Linked DNA regions of Oncorhynchus mykiss: region 1 is linked to region 2. A link is a contact called in public Hi-C data. All regions are on one chromosome and are shown on one strand. The core of a region is the stretch at or near the end of the contact, and the rest is flanking DNA. Distances in the headings are between cores, read along the strand shown.

Region 1 (4,444 bases), core at 1,352-3,851, 140 kb before region 2:
GCAGCAATGACCGGTAAGTAAACAGAGTTTTTGCTACTGTCATTCAAACCTCTCCCTGTGCTGATACTGATCTCTCTCCTACAATACAGAGGCAGGCACCGCTCCCAATCTTATCCCAAACATCGGAAGAGGTAATTGTCTACGGTTAATTTTGCATGCTGATGACATTGCATTTTTCTTATTGTCATAGGAAGTATAGTCTACATTTCTATTCTGAGCAAGCCTGTTGTTCCTGCAAACATAATCATATGATTGTTTTCATTTAATTTATCTATTAGCTTCAAAACAGGTCATTTTCTTGAAACACTTAAAACACTTCCCACTTCCATATTAGGTCCGGCTCCCCTGTGTGGTCCAAGTCCAGGACATCTGTTAGGAGGTAAACCACGTGTGTATTACAGTTGCACAATAATTTCCTCTTGAAAGCTGTCCTGTCCATGGATCCCATCTGAAGTTGGGGTGCCTGCGTTTTTGCTCCCATGTTTTTTTTTTTTTTTGCAGTCGTTCTCGGTCAGGGTCCCGGGCCAGAGGGCGCTCGGCGTCCCGCTCTCTCTCCAGATCCCGCTCTCCCAGCCATAAGAGGAATAGGTTAGCTCTCTGCCTCGTCAACCCATACCTTCACAGCTGCTCCTGTACTGTGTAAATGCCATGACTTAAAATTATTGTCTTTGCCTTGTAGCCCATATTGTACAATACTGCTAATTATACTTCATTTGGATGATTTGGAATATTGTTTTGCAAATGTGCTGGAAGCCCCCCCCTCCCTCTTTTAATCACATTTTTCAGAGATGACCCTCCACATTCACTCAGCTTAAGTTTAGGTATATTGCTATCTGTTAGACAGGGCTAGGTGTGATCAGGTAAGTCGTGGGTAGCTGCCCCCTCAGACCAGCCTCCACCCGAAGAGCGACAACTCATCAGAGAGATGGCTACTGCTGGAGATGGGGAGGGGAAAGAAATAGTCAGGGACTCTAACACACCCCAAGCTAGAGTGAGGAACACCGTCCCACCCCCTTTATCTTTTCCAAATACCTGATTTTAATGTTATTTTCTCTTGGAGGTCCCTCTCCTAGAATGACCAGGCCAGACCTTGATTAGCTTCAGAGAGTTGCACATAGAGCTAATGAGCCTATACTCCTGAGAAACAGAGGCTGTTTGGGTGACGGCTGGGGGAGCGGGGCTCTTCTCTTTTCTCTTCTCCCTCAGATCCAGACTCAATTTGATTAGCTTCAGAGGGCGAGAGAACCTCAAAAACCCAAAATAGAAATCTGTCGTGATCAGACTCCAGTGACCAATCGCATCAGGCCTTTTTTTAAAGAGTGTGGGGAGTCGACCGACTGCAGAAGCACTGACCAGGGTCATCCTTGCTGTGTTAACGTCCTTCCTGAGGGTGAAAAGGGCTGACCAGAAATCAGCTTGCGCCGTGCTGGTTAAAGAGGTCGCCTGATGAACATTCTGACGAGACACATCCATCCTACGCGCGTACACACAGTTGTTCCACCCACCACACTCCCTCCCAGAACCCACGCACCACAGACTTGAACGCTGAGCCAAGTTCAGTCGACAAGTTAAGGCCCCTTCCCTACCGAGCCCGGCAACTTGATTAGCTTCTGAGAGGGTGAGAAAGGAGAGCTGACAAGAGATCAGACTTCAAGACCCTCCGAGTGTGTCTTCGAGTTCTAGAATCCGTCGCTACTCTGTACATGTTGTTTCTGCCACTGTCTCCAAAGGTAATGAAAACCCAAGAGTCAATGTCTTTCATGATCAGAACGCAGACGTATAGTCTGATACTCCCTAACATACTGTACACTAACATTCAACTATACAGAGCATGCACTGTCCAAATCCACAGGTGTGTGTATGTCTGTCTGTGGGTGGGTATATGAGTGTTAAATATTATCTTTGGATACATATTATCCTGGGTGTAGTGATAAGTGTAGGATTTTTTTTTTAGGGGGAATGTAGATACATTGATGGTGCTTGTCCTGATACTGTATATTAGGTCAACCTATTTGAATGTTTGCACTGTTCCCTTGGGTTTTAAATAAGTGTCTGCACATAGGTGATAGTTTACCATATCGAGGTAGGATTCTAAAGACGTGTGCTTGCAAAAGGCAAGTTTATTTTATTTGGTCAGTGTTTGTTTTGGATGCAATTCTTAGTTCAGATCCTACCATGGTCTTTTGTTTCATTGTGTGAAAATGCAAGGGATGGTTTTATCACCTCAAACCCCCTTTAAAACACCCCAGTCTCAACACCCAGCTCCTTCATTTCCTTGACCTCTGGTACTTTCACTTGTTGATTTAATTATGCAAAATTAGGGTACCCCTCCCTACATGTTATAATTAGTGGATGTTGGCGGTATCCAGTGTAGCTGTAATGTGTTGTATTTATAACGTGTCCTGAGCAAGGCAAACTGGTTGTAGTGGGACACAGTGCATTGTGGGCAGTAGTGGAAAAAGTACCCAATTGTCATACTTGAGTAAAAGTAGACCTTCATAGAAAATGACTCGGATAGCCAGGGGCAAGCTCCAACACTGACATAATTTACAAACGAAGCATGTGTTTAGTGAGTCTGCCAGATCAGAGGCAGTAGGGATGACCAGGGTTGTTCTCTTGATAAGTGTGTGAAGTGTGTGACCATTCTTCTGTCCTCCTAAGCATTCAAAATGTAATGAGTACTCTTTGGCGTCAGGTAAAATGTAGTAAAAAGTACTTTTTATTTGGGAATAAAGTGAAAGTTGTCAAATATAAATAGTGAAGTACAGATACCACTTAAGTAGTATTTTTACTTAAGTACTTTACACCACTGATTATGTGCCAGCAGGGTTGGAGCTGTGATTGGTTCTGAGATGGGTGCTGGGCTAGTTGAGTGGACATGCTGGGACAAGATGGGTGCCGGCCGGGCTGCCTGTTGATTGGACATGCTGTGTCTGCCCTGTTCTTACACCATTCTCTGTCTGTTTCAGTCGTTCCAGATCTCCAAGCCAGAAAAAGAGCCCCACCCCAGGGGAAGATTGATTTGAAGACTAAACTCGTCCCCATCCCCCTCCGACCAACTGGCTTTAGCCTTGCAGCTATTTGTTTTGTCTTTGTTCCCTGCATTGATTAGAATCTACCCCTACCTTTCTGATGCTGTATAATTACACTCTACAGGATTAGTTTCATATCTAACCATGCATCCCTTACATGATGTCACATTCCTAAAATGGCTCTTGTGTGTGTCAAAACAGTTCAAATAGCTAATTTCAGAAGTGGGATTTGTGAACCACAACTTTGTATTTGTTATTATTTCTTATCTACTATATTCAGCGTGGCATTGCGTTAAAGAGCTGTAAGATACTTTAAATGTTGCTTTCCCTTTTTTATGACACTGGCAGATTTTGGAATAAATCGACACATTAATTCAGTATTATTCTTTTGAACATTGGGAACATCTACAGAATGTGTCTTACATGGAGACGTTTTATAGTGAAAAAGGAAATGACATGGTATGTTTGCCATGAGAAATGGTTTGCAGTCAATAAGTTTTCGTTTTCAAACTTACACCCCACCTAATGCGTCGTACATAAAAACAGCCCTTAGCTGTGGCATATTTGTAATCTTGGCTCTTTTCAACCTTGCTGATTAAAGTCCATTCTCAAAAAGCTGTAACCACCTAGATCATTCGCCTGGATTGAAAATGTATTTATTGTAGAAATAAAGATGATCTTCACTTTATTTTTTACAGATAACAGATCAATACAGTAGTAGTGGTTTGAGCTCTGACTATAAGATAAATTGGTGATGGCGTTATTGACGTGCCTTTTAGGCCAATTGGAAACCGCAGCGGACTCTTCAAGGCGGGCCCATGTGTGTGTCTCAATACTTTCCCGTCCATTTCATACGGTCGCTGCTACCAACCTTATTAACTGGGACAACATGGCTATGGCAGGCCGTTATTACGAAGGCGGCAGGGCAACGAAAAGACTAAAAACCAACGACGGAATGACAACGGTAAATGATGAACGCTGATTTCTGTGATATAGCAAAATGCATTTAAGCACATGCATTGCAATGTACTCTTTAAATAACAATCTCACATACTCATGACGCGGCGTTTCAAAAAATATATTGCACCCAGCAACGTTAGCTAGCTCGCTTTCCCTTGTTCCACGATGTTAAACCTTTCGTTCTGTGTGTATGTTTAGCTTAAATTGTCCGTGGAGTAAACAGATCTCAATGTAGCTAGTTAGCTAACTGGCTAGCTAGTTGTTTTTCCAACAATTGTCTAGCTAACGTTAGCTGGCCTTTTTTTCCGTTTGAATGGATGGGAGAGTGCAATTCAGGCCACGCCACAAATCATACAGTAGCTAACGTTAGCTAGCAGTAGCGTTATTGCTTTGTTCTAGCTTAGCGGTTTCGTTTTGCCAAGCAACGAACACGAGTGGGTGTGTTAAATTGA
Region 2 (4,690 bases), core at 719-3,218:
CCCACGTAAGCAGCTGGCCACCAAAGCTGCCCGCAAGAGTGCCCCTTCTACTGGTGGGGTCAAGAAGCCCCATCGCTACAGGTGATGGAGAGTGATGGCACGCATAGTGCCTGAACAGACTTTCACCCACCTGGTGTCGTGGTCTCCTTTAATAATTGTGTAGATGGAGTAAAGGACCACACTGGTTAATTAATTACTGTGTGTTTTACTCCAGACCTGGTACTGTGGCCCTGCGTGAGATCCGTAGGTACCAGAAGTCCACTGAGCTGCTGATCCGCAAGCTGCCCTTCCAGCGCCTGGTGAGAGAAATCGCTCAGGACTTCAAGACTGACCTGCGTTTCCAGAGTGCAGCTATTGGAGCCCTGCAGGTCAGGGTTTATGATTTCTGTTAACCTGCCAAATAACACTAAAACCAGACCTATCGGGAATCTGTACACTCAAAGGGAAACTTCATAATTTTGGCAATGAGGCCCTTTATCATCTTTTGCTGAGTCGGCTGAACTACTGAATGCCATATGCCTGTCCAGTATGAAAAAAGTTAGTTGGGTTTGCGAGCTAATGCTAGTTAGTATTAGCACAATGACAAAGTCTATGGGTATCTGCTAGCATGCTCATAGATGTAAACTTTTAGTCATTGCACTAATGCTAGTTAGCATTGGCTCAAGAAACTTTCTTCATACTGACTCTGGGGAAGTAAATAAAGAGCCTCATTGCCAAAATCCCTTAAGGTGGTGACCTACTGGCAGTCATCTCCCCAAATGTTCAAAGAATGCATTGGTCCATACCAAGAGAGCTTATGCATGTCAGCTGAATTCAACTTTTTTTTGTCTGCAGGAGGCCAGCGAGGCTTACCTGGTTGGTCTGTTTGAGGACACCAACCTGTGCGCCATCCACGCCAAGCGTGTCACCATCATGCCCAAAGACATCCAGCTGGCCCGTCGTATCCGTGGGGAGCGTGCTTAGACGCCTCCCCTTTATTTTTATATACCTCAGTCTGTCTTTTCCTCCCTTCCCACTTATCCTTATAAGGAGCTTGATTTGAGTAATGATGTGACACAAGTAAACTGTAGTCTTGTCCCCCTTAGTTCTCTTAGCAGCAGACTTTTAGGGTACTTTGTATCTGTTTTGAAGCTGATCTGAGTCACACCTTTGTGTATGCAACTCGACACAGCAAAGGGTGCATGCATGAAGCATCTTGGGCAAGCATTTCCCCCTCCTACTATTACATTATGACAGGGTTGGTTTTCTAATTGATAAACATGTGGTGTTTTTACATGTACCCTTTATCATTTTTTTTTACAACTAGTGTTTCTACTGTTTACGTGATACATTTACAAATGGTTAATTGTGTTCTGAAATTGATCAATAAAAATATGACTTTGCATGATTCAAAATATTGCATAGGCCTATGTAGCACAATGTTTATGTATTTCTCCCATGTTTTTATCCTGGTAATATTTTAGTTTCTTTCTCAGGTTGTGATGCCCTTTTCACACTGATTTCGTTTTTTTTTTTTTTTTTTTACATTTTTAAGCAGATATTTGTAAAAATCCAGAATTCTCATACAAAGGTGATAAACTACTGTTCCACAACTGGTTGAGTGAAGTGATTGGCCTGTACTGAGTTGTATGCTGCTGGCAATGGTATTTTAAATAGTGAACCGTTTTAATGTTATTTGAACTGTCATATTCAATGGCAAAAGTACCCACTTGTTTTACTTGCCAAGTAAATATTTTTTAAATAGAAAACGGTGAGTGAAAATCACCAGTATAATACTACTTGACTAAGTATTTGGTTTTAAATATACTTGATCAAATTCCTTACTAAGCACACGGCACCGTTAAATTTTATTTTTTTACGACTAGCCAGGGGCACTCCGGCATCATTTACAAGCATGTCCAAAATCTTTACATCACATTCAGACTTTGCTCGTCTTAATATATTTCTTATAATGGAATTAAGATGTGTGAATTGTTTAGCTATTACTGCATTGTTGGCGCTAGGAACACATTTCGCTACACCCGCAACGACATCTGCTAAATATGTGAGGAGTGAGTCTGCCTGATCAGAGGGCGTAGGGATGACCAGGGACGTTCTCTTGGTAAGTGCATGAATTTGACCTTTTTCTTGTCCTAAGCATTCAAAATGTAACAAGTCCTTTAGAGTGTCGGATATTGTGTGGCGTAAACACTTTGTCCAAAATATAATTAAAGTACAGATACCCCCAAAAATTAAAGTAGTACTTACGTATTTTTACTTAAGTACTTTACACCACTGATTGGGAACCAGACCTTTGACATTGCAGGCTGACATTTGCACAATACTTGTGAATGTAAGGTTGTACGATATAGAAATGCACAATAACTTCAGCATAATAGCTTTCTTGAGCATGGCAAATTGAAAAGCCAAAACGTTTCCACAACATCTTGAGAAAAATATTGATAGCAAGTATGCTATATGTTCGGATATGAAATTTGGAGACTGATATAAAGTAACATTTAGTGGCGTACAAAAAAATATCCAAAGATGTGTCTGAAGCACCACAAATGAAACGAAACTAGAAATGTTTGTATACACTATGGCATTCTGGGAGAAATGATTGACATAGCGGCCATTTTCCCGCTGGACGGTTGTTCCCATTGTGGATACGAGGAAGAAAATACTGACACCGCCAGACAAGCTAAACACTTCTCACATTCTTTTTAACCACTTTTGGTGTAGGTAAGTCAAACACTCGACTGCTTTTAATTTACGTGATCTTCACATTCGAAAAGTTTCAAATTGCTTCAATTGTGGTGTAATTTTGTTGGAGATCCATCTCGTTTTCGTCGTAGAGGAAAATAACAAACCCCACTGTCGAAACGGCACAGAATTGCAGCCTTTTCTACAGCTAGTGCAACTGGATAAAAAAAAATTCAAATTATGCGCGGGTTCACTTCGGTTGTACGCAGGCATTGGTGGTCGAAGTCCGTTTATGTGCCTACATACGAGTTCTCTGAGATGTCTTTTATGTATATTAGTTGTTTGATGATATTGTCAAACAGCTGTTTATTTAAATATCAAAGTTTTAGTGGTACTCCTTTGCTCTTCTGCCTATGGTCTTTATCCCGGTTGCGCATCAAGCAGCCGCCATCGTCACAGCGGAGTGGGCGGGGCAACCAACGTCTAGGAGCTGTAGATTGCGCCTTCTCGTGACAGAACATACGCTGATTGGTCTTAGTCATATGTTTACACAATAAGATTGACTAACCAACCAATGCCGTCGTTTTCCCCCATTGATTGATTGATTGATTGGCCCACTCGACTTTGATTGGGAAAATTCATGTTGTAGACTCTCAACACTTTTTTTGGTTCTAGATGTGTTCAATGACAGTGAGTGGAACACCCAATTACTGTACAGAAATAATCTTGGGGATTTTCACATTTTGTGAAAGTTTTGAATCAGCTAAGGTAATGGATGAATACAAATCCAGTTACTTATTATCAGGTATAATTGCAATGAAAGTGTAAGCTATAGTAATTTTTGTGGTTCTCCCCTTTGTTCAGGTGATTTGTAGGAGCCATGGCCCGTACCAAGCAGACAGCCCGTAAATCTACTGGAGGCAAAGCCCCACGTAAGCAGCTGGCCACCAAAGCTGCCCGCAAGAGTGCCCCTTCTACTGGTGGGGTCAAGAAGCCCCATCGTTACAGGTGAGAGTGACAGTGAGGCTGAAAGGTCTTGCCAAAGCTGCCCTCTGTCCCTGAGCCACACTAATGTTCCTTATTATGACTCCATCACCACCTGATGCAAGAGAGAAGGATTTAGGCCTAAAGAGTTTGATTACATGTTTGACTCTGGATTTCTGTAATGAATCCATACAGTGGTGTTAGTCATGGGATTGTTCTAACTGTGTGTGTTTCCTTCCAGACCTGGTACTGTGGCCCTGCGTGAGATCCGTCGTTACCAGAAGTCCACTGAGCTGCTGATCCGCAAGCTGCCATTCCAGCGCCTGGTGAGAGAAATTGCTCAGGACTTCAAGACTGACCTGCGTTTCCAGAGTGCAGCCATTGGGGCCCTGCAGGTCAGTGCTAACCCCAACTAAGGGACACAAGCTGTCATAAACCACATATCTCAAGTTCGAGGCAGGAAGACTATAATTGCATTATTACTTTTTTTTTTAAATCACACACTAAAGAGGAATGCTTCGATCATGTGCCTGAATGTATGACAAAATATAATTTTACAGGTTGATATTGTCCACACTCTAAGTGTGTTGTTGTGAGCTGTTTCTCCAACCTGTTCTTTGTTGTCTGCAGGAGGCCAGCGAGGCTTACCTGGTTGGTCTGTTTGAGGACACCAACCTGTGCGCCATCCACGCCAAGCGTGTCACCATCATGCCCAAAGACATCCAGCTGGCCCGTCGTATCCGTGGGGAGCGTGCTTAGACGCCTACCTGATTTACCTCTCCTCCCCTCAACAGTCTGCCCTCCCCTTCCCTCCCCCTCTCCTCTTATGTTGGTAGTGATTTAGAGAAACAATGATTATGATAAGAATAATGTGTATAGTGGTGTTTTCTTAGTACTCTCGGCAGCAGACTATTATAGGGTACTCTTTTGTGCATGTACCTGCTTGTTGCTGGTCAGATCCCCCACCATCACACCATCAAATCAGATGTTCCATTGTCATGATGCCGTGTGGAGAGATCAGATA

The links. A called contact is a pair of places that touch in the nucleus more often than the background predicts.
Region 1: a contact with region 2 is called in a Hi-C map of blood, with 2.9 times the contacts expected there. The contact joins the promoter of LOC110503705 here to the promoter of LOC110503700 in region 2. A contact is called at or near these places in 2 of 3 Hi-C or Micro-C datasets (blood and liver).

The regions. Positions count from the first base shown.
Region 1 is chr24:10,151,251-10,155,694 of USDA_OmykA_1.1, reverse strand. LOC110503705 (heterogeneous nuclear ribonucleoprotein L) reads left to right here and starts at 2,601. Exons shown (of 12, transcript XM_036961151.1): 1 at 2,601-3,996. The coding sequence starts at 3,787. LOC110503706 (serine/arginine-rich splicing factor 7) reads left to right here. Exons shown (of 8, transcript XM_036961153.1): 4 at 1-13; 5 at 90-131; 6 at 335-379; 7 at 502-639; 8 at 2,970-3,405. The coding sequence ends at 3,021.
Region 2 is chr24:10,006,265-10,010,954 of USDA_OmykA_1.1, reverse strand. It overlaps LOC110503700 (histone H3.3A), which reads left to right and starts at 1,968. Exons shown (of 4, transcript XM_021582162.2): 1 at 1,968-2,101; 2 at 3,547-3,690; 3 at 3,908-4,061; 4 at 4,297-4,690. The coding sequence starts at 3,563. The coding sequence ends at 4,425. LOC110503698 (histone H3.3A) reads left to right here. Exons shown (of 4, transcript XM_021582159.2): 2 at 1-81; 3 at 215-368; 4 at 835-1,594. The coding sequence ends at 963.